2 separate regions of the Sus scrofa genome follow, and region 1 is linked to region 2. Evidence: chromatin contacts called from public promoter capture Hi-C data. All regions are on one chromosome and are shown on one strand. Each heading gives the region's core, a stretch centred on a gene start, on an enhancer-like site or on the middle of the called end of the contact. The rest is flanking DNA. Distances are from core to core; before and after follow the strand shown. Region 1 holds the start of PIK3R1 (phosphatidylinositol 3-kinase regulatory subunit alpha). Region 2 holds the start of CD180 (CD180 molecule).

Evidence for each region. Promoter capture Hi-C pulls out the DNA fragments that hold promoters and counts their contacts.
Region 1: a contact with region 2 is called in a promoter capture Hi-C map of liver, with 4 times the contacts expected there. The contact joins the promoter of PIK3R1 here to the promoter of CD180 in region 2. A contact is called at or near these places in 2 of 5 promoter capture datasets (fetal liver and liver) and 1 of 2 datasets of contacts at active chromatin or transcription factors (alveolar macrophages).

The regions. Positions count from the first base shown.
Region 1 is chr16:46,432,692-46,436,353 of Sscrofa11.1, forward strand. It overlaps PIK3R1 (phosphatidylinositol 3-kinase regulatory subunit alpha), which reads left to right and starts at 2,066. Exons shown (of 16, transcript XM_021076847.1): 1 at 2,066-2,319.
Region 2 is chr16:45,585,780-45,589,523 of Sscrofa11.1, forward strand. CD180 (CD180 molecule) reads right to left here and starts at 2,253. Exons shown (of 3, transcript NM_214357.1): 1 at 2,048-2,253. The coding sequence starts at 2,137.

The sequences.
Region 1 (3,662 bases), core at 816-3,315, 850 kb after region 2:
ATGGTAAGGAGGTTATCAGTTTGAGAGATGAAACAAGACTAAAATTATTCAGTTTATGGAGAGTCAGATTGTCCTTCATGGAACACTCTTTGGACTTATGCTATGTGTTCAAGTATGATGGAAAAAAATTAAAGACAGGAGTTCCTGTCGTAGCTCAGTGGTTAATGAATCCGACTAGGAAGCATGAGGTTACGGGTTCAATCCCTGGCCTCCCTCAGTGGGTCAAGGAGCCATGAGCTGTGGTGTAGGTCACAGATGTGGCTCGGATCCTGAGTTGCTGTGGCTCTGGCGTAGGCTGTCGGCTACAACTGCAATTAGACACCTAGCCTGGGAACCTCCATATGCCGAGAGAGTGGCCCAAGAAATGGCAAAAAAAAAAAAAAAAAAAAAAAAGACAAAACATATACTGTCAACAAGCTGCTGAGGTCTATCTAAAAAAGGAAGCTTGATTAAGGATTTCATGCTATTTTTAGGCTGAGGGGAATAGAACCCTGTAGTAGCAGTACATAAGTGTCTTTCCAGGAACTCATGGTGAACAAAAGGAGACAGCTGGTAAGGTTTCTTCAGACCCAAGCCTAAAGGAAACAGAGCAAATATAACAGCAGTTGTGTTTCAGCTTATTGGAATGGATCAAAGTAATTCTATCACAGGGTGAGACACATTTCATTTACAGACGAGCAATATATGGTACCGTTTCAGACGTAGGTGCGAATGATAAAGTTTGGTAAACTCTATATTTCTTTTGAGATAAAATGGATTTTTAAACAAATAGGTAGGTGTCTGTTTTTGTATCTTCACTTCAAGAAACATGTGGAAATAACAAAAGTGCCAGAGCCTGAATAACCGAAAGTAGAACTAACTTGTCCGTTAGAATGTGAGTCACATTTAAGAATGATTATATTTCCTAAGGACAGACAATAAATTTCAGGATATTCTTTCCTCTACTTCCAACGCCAGAGGAATAAACCACCAAATTCAAAGTTTGACAAAAGTCTAAATACTTGGTTTAAAAAAAAAAAATCTTGCAAGGAAATTGGGAAAAGGACTTTAAGGCAAGTAGGCTGGGCGGCTGCAGGCCTCAAAACCGCAGAAAGAGGAATCTGGGAAAAGCTTTTTAAAAAGCGGACTCTTAACAGGTTTTAATGGGCGAAAGAGGAACACAGGGTGCTGGCATCTCCTCCTACCGTCAGAGGAAGGTTTGAATCAACATCAGATTTTTCTTGTGCAACTTAAGTAATGAGTATTAGCTGAAGAATCCGCATTTGAAAATTAACAAATTTAAGGGGCCATACAATTCACGTGAGCTTCCTCCTACGACTCCACGAGTAACAGGGGGTCCTCGATCTGTCTGAGCGACCTACTTTTGCTCCGACATCTGAGGACTGGGAGGGATCAGCCAGCGTGCGCCCTCCCCATAAAACTCTGCCCTTCTGGCGGGCCCGCCTGACTGCGGGTGGCGGCGGTGCCAGGCTCCTGGAGTTCGGGGCAGGCTGCGGGCGCTCGTCCCTCCGGTTCACCCTTTCACCCCTCCTTCACCCCCGGGAGCCATGCGGGGTGGCGTGGTTTTTCCGCCCACTCCTGAGGCCGCTCTGGCGAGGCCGGGAATTGCAGGTCCTCCCCGCTTTGGTTGAGCCTGGAATCCGAGTCCTGCCCTAACCAGCAGTTCTGCTGGGGCGCAGGGGGCTCAAAAGGGGTTTGTTTCAAGACTCTAGGATTAGAGACGCAGCCTCTAAGTCTGAACTTGCCCTCGACCTCCCCCAGCTCCGCCGCCTCCGGTCCCGGAGACGCCCAGCAGCCGGTTCTGCCGCGGGCGGGCAGTAGCCTGGCCCGCCCGGCGGGCGCACACCCAGAGCGCTCGGCCCTGCCGCCCGGGGCATCCCCGCGGCTGGGGGCGGAAGGCAAGCACCGGCTGCAGGAAGGGTCTGCCGGACCGGAGCCCCGCCCGCTGGCCGCTGGGCTCAGAGGCCGGCACTATGAATGGCAGCGGCCGCGGGCGCGGCGCCAGCAGAGAGGGGCAGAGACGCGGGCGCTGGTTGGCGCGGGCTCGGGGGGGCGGACCCCGTGGGGCGGACCCGGAGGCGGAGCTTGAGTCGGGTGCTGGAACTGCGGGCGCACGGAGAGGAGTCGCGAGCAGCTGGAGCGGAGTTGGAGGAAGCAGCGGCCGCGGCTGGGGCAGCAGGGAGCGGGTCGGAGACAGCGAGCTCGAGTCGAGAACGGCTGGCGGGTCGGAATCGGTTAGGGACGCGTTGGAGACGTGCGCGCCAGAACCGACGCTGCAGCCCGGGCCGGGCAGAGGAAGGAAGCCGGCTGGCGGGGGAGGTAGGCGGCGGCAGCGGGTCCGGGTGTGTGCTCGGGAGGGGGAGGCGGTGCGTGCGCGCGCGGCCACCGCCGCTCTCTTCCTGTCACCAGCAGCCGCTTCTCCTTCTGCAGAGCCGAGCAGGGGAAAGCGGGCCGGCAGCCGTCCTCCCTGCCGCCAGCATCTCCCGCTGGCCGGGTAGCCGGGGGCCCCTCTCGCGGCCAGCGTCTTGGGTGCTCCCGGCCACCTCGTTGGTTGTGCATGCCGCCGGGCGCATTCGTCCCCGGAGATGCAGGCGAACTCGGGCTTCCGCCACCGTGCCTCCGTCACCGCACACTTCTGAGGGTCCCCACTGTCGCCTTGCAGCTTTTCGGGGCCCTTCAGCAGCGGAGAGCGCCCCGACCACTGCCTTTCGTTAGCGGGAAGGAGCGATGCCTGCCCCCGCGCCCTTTGGCTGCACCCAGGTCGCTTTTCCTCGGGCGGGCGGGGCGACGAGGGTCCCCGGAGCTCGCCCCCAGCCCCCGCCCTCCGAAGTTTGCTTCCCTCCTCTTCCGGGGTGGGGGAAGTGCGCCTCGGGGAGGCTGGCCGCCGGGGCCCTAACTCGGAGTGTGGTGCGGGCCGGGCCTGAGCAGGTTGTTGGAGGCAGATTTAGTGGGGTCTTGGAACAGCCCGGAAATCCAGCTTTTTGTAGCGCGGAGCGAGACTGTTGGGACCTGCCCAGCAATATGGAGCCGGCTAGAGAGAGGGAGCATGCAAGCCCGAGCTGAAAGATCGTGGGGAATTGTCTGGAAACCACAGCTCTCACACTCACTTCCCAAGACCAGAAACTGCCCAACACATCACAAGACAAAGAGAACAGGAAAGCTCAGGCCAAGCGCTCCAGTGCAGAAATATACTTTGGTGACCGGAATTCGAGCTTGAAATGTAAGGGTGTGAGCGGAATGGCTGTTACGTGTTGAACGCACAATGTGTGTGAACTGGATTTGGGGAAATTATTTGGCTTTTCTGGGAGCAGTTAATATCAGAAAGGTCTCACTTTTACCGTTAATCCTTGGTGGAGCTGCAGCGCTCTTGGTGTCTTGAGTATGAGTATACTCTTTATTTGGGGGAGTTTATGACTTTAGAAGCAGGGGCGGGGTGAGGGTGGGTTTTTTTTTTTTTTTTTTTTTTTCGGTTCTTTTCCTCTTTGCTAGTCATTGCGAGGTGCGAATGGATAAAGCAGTTCCGGGTTTTGAATGCAGCATAAGATTGTCATTTCAGTTTGGTGAGGCTGGAGTTTTAGTTGTTAGGCGGGACATTCATAAAGTTAGAGACCCAGGCGGGATGTGGAATGGTTTTTGAATATTTCATTAGCTTGTGCTGCCTT
Region 2 (3,744 bases), core at 1,003-3,502:
GGTAAAGGAAAATATAGATCCAGTATTGATTGAATAGGCCCAAAGGCATTTAAAATCAAAGTCCTTTCAAAGGAGGGTTGCAGGGAGGAAGGTTTCAGTCTCACCTGACTTATCTAAAAAAGGGAATCTTTCACTGTAACATAGGCCAGGCCTAGAGGTCCTGGGATGCTCAGCACCACTTCTACCCCTAGAAAGCATGGAAAGCCTCTGAACAGCAGCAAAAGGACTTGGGTACTCTTCCTGCCTCTTTCTCCTTACCTCTGCTAAAGTAGGAACCATTTGCAAAAAAGAACTAGTGACTCTGGGACCTGAAGTCATTATTAGGAAGCTACACTGGTGCAATGTTTCCAGGGCTTTCCAAAATCTCCAGCACCAGGTTTCAGATGGGCTGCATGAAATTTGCTGCAAAATTTGTGATAATTTAAAAGGTGAACTGGTAGACTTATGAGTTTAAAATGGATTGCTTCCCAATGTGCTGGAATTTAATGGTAATATTTTCCCATCTGAGGATGTTGTCAGGAGGTGGATGACATAAGCCTACCTGGTTACTGAAGAGCTGGAATTTCCACTCTTACCCTCTTAGATATCACCTACAACCCTCTGAAATTGATTTTTCAACCTGAGTGTAGAGGATGCAGCCTTCTGGGGCTGATAAAAATCTTTTACTTGCCCCCTTCTGTTGTAGGCTGTATTGTGTCCCCCATACTCCTGAATTCATATGCTGAAGTCTTAACTGCAGTACCTCAAAATGAGACTTTATTTAGAGATAGAGTCTTCAAAGAGGTAATTAAGTTAAAATGAGGTCATTTAGAGTGGGCCCCAATCCGTTATGGATGGTGTTTTTACAATAACAATAAATTTGGACACAGATGCATACAAAGGAGAGAAGATGGAAAGTTACAGGGGGAAGAAAACACCATAAACGAGCCGGGAGAGAGGCCTCAGAAGCAGCCAACCCTAACAACCTTGCCAATCTTGCAAACACCTTGATCTCCAGGATTGTATAAATAAGTTTCCGTTGTTGAAGCCACCTAGTCTTTGGTACTTTGTTGTTAGAGCAGCCCGATCAATTGCCCCTGGGCATTGTGCCTCCTCTTGGTCTGAGCACGCATCTTAATTCCATCCTAATGCCAGACTACCAAGGTTCTGTTGCTTTCCACATCTAGGCCTTCTTCTAGTCCTGGCTTTGGTTCTTGCTCTTATCTGGCAGGTCCTTGCCCCCCTCTCCCTTATTCTCCTGACTCTGGCTCCAAAGCACTGCTTTTCTCCATCATGCTACCCCAGCCTTTTTTTCACCATTCAGCCTCAATCTGGGAAAGCAGCCCACCTAGCCACCAGGACAGATGGTCCTTCTGGTCCCAAGTCTTTTTCTGATAGGCCCCATGGTGCTGGACCCCTGCTGGGATGAGAGGTGATGGAAGGTGGCAAGAGAATGAGTCCTTTTCCTTTCTCTCTTTCTCCACCCTCCCCAAGAACATCCCACAGGTTGATAAATATTGTTATGGTCCAAAACAGAAGGTGCAGTTTGGCTCTACTCTCAGATGTTACTCCTGTGGGTTAGTGAAACAGATGGAGGACTGTCCAACTTGAGGAGAAAGCCAGACTCATTCCGAGTGATCTTTATATGCTCTAAGCCTGGCACAGGTAGTCTTTACTGATCTCGATCCAGAATGCCAGGAAGCTGAAGGACTCTTTGGTAACGTGGCCATGTGCTGGCCCATTGGACAGGCTAGGGAGCAGGTTTGGCGGTCTGCTCTTTGCACTGGAACCCTGTTGCTATCCTTTGTCCTGTCCGGGATTATCTGGGGTGGGAGAGGTGGTTTGAGGAGGAGAACAGATCTCATTTCTGCCTACTAGGAATCTATGAGATCATCTTCCTGGCTGAGTTCCGTGGCTCCCTTTTCACAGTAAGGAAAAACTTCTACACCCCTCGTTGCCCTCTTAAAGACAGTGATATTGGAATGCCGAGGCTCAGACAGCACTGCATGCTGAATCTTAACATTTCCAGGTGGTTTAATCTGAACAAAGACAAACAGTTTGGACTCACCTCAGTGCACATCAGATCTGAGGAGGTGATGACTTTACAGCTGGCACAAAACAGCACCGCCAACAGGAAGCAGCTGACTCGGGAAGCCATCACAGGACTCGAGCAACTAAGTTCAGTACGGTTAGCTAATGCTGGAGCTAAAAAAATCAAATCGAGCTAGGATGGCCTTGGTAATTTGGCAGCCAGACAGAAGCTCAGGGAGCAAGAAATGCTGTTGACTGCTCTGCGCTTGGTGGCTCTGTGTTTCAAAAAAGAGGAAGTCCCTTTTGCAGAGTACTCATTCTTGCCCGAAATAGCTGAGGACCCAGCTCCAGAATGGCTCAGTGCATTTCCTGGCAAACATGCGTCAGTTGTGCAGGACTCTTGGGCTGGTTACATGGACTGTTGGGTTGGTGGTTCCTACTGACTCTAGGTGAACTGCAAGGGTTTGGCCAGCTCCAACAGCTTCTGGTCCCTTTACATCAGAGAAGCCATGGGAGCAGGTGGCTGTCCTCACAAAGAAGGCCGCTTTGTTAGACCTAATGAGGGAACAGGAGAGGTGCTGGGGCACACTGGAAAGGCAGAGCACTCTGTGGGGGCAGATAGAAAGACTGTGCCCTGCAGTGGCACCTGCTGGAGCTGGAAATTCGAGCTGAAGGGACAAGGGCCATCCCCAAAAGGAGCGAAGCTGCTCCTCGCACCCCTGTGGCTGCTTTGACCACATTCATAGTAGCCACCCCTGGTCTTGATACAGGAGGACAAATCTGCCCGCTGACCCTGTGATTTAGGCCTTTTCTGGTTACTTTAGAGTAGCTGGGCTGAAATTCCCCTCTTATCCCCTCCCAAGGTGACCCAGGGGAGTAGAGGACACTGCCACATACAGAGAAGCCTGGCTAAGAGAAAGCAGAGTTAAGAATGTCAGCCTTGGCTTTACGTCTTAGAAACAGCTTTGAAACAGGATTGTAACTTCCCTCATTATGATGCAAGAAATGGTGGTGGTTAAAGAAAACTAAAGTTCACTCTTCCTCACTGGGCTGAATTTAGCTAACTCAGACATTGTCTGTTCTCTAGCCCTTTGACATATAGGAGATACTTGGCATTCCTGTCCTCCTGGTCCATTGCCAAGGGCTACTTACTTCTTAGCATAAGAGTTCACAAGGCCTTGAGGTATTACTACTGCAAGCACTACAATATTGCTCCCACTGATAGAATAAAGTATCTACTGTTTAGTGAGCACTTACTAAGTGTCAGACTCTGGGCAGGTTTGGTTTTATGTTTTATGTATATCTCCTTATCACCTATTCTATCAATGAGGTGTTGCTATTTCCCTCATTTTATAAAAAGTGGTGAATTAGGGCTTCAGACTCAAGACAGTCTCATTGCAGAAACTGGTGCTACTACTCTCCATAGTTTAAGAAGAAAATTTGCCTCCTGGAAAAGCTGAAGCGTGGACAGGGTGAAGAAAGGTCTTTGCCAGGAGATATTTAGAGCAGATGTGAAAAAGCAAAGGGGCTTGGAGAAACTATGTATTTGGCATTGTGCTAGAGCTCTTACAAATAATTAGACTTTATTGGTCACCCTTAAAATGCTGTTCTCATCCACAAAAGCACCTATGAAGATGCTTTTGGCACAATGCAGTCCAAGCAAACCCAGACTGAGGATGGCCACCTTGCTTTAAAGAAGACCTGCATCACGGTGTGTGCGAAGAGTTCTTGCAC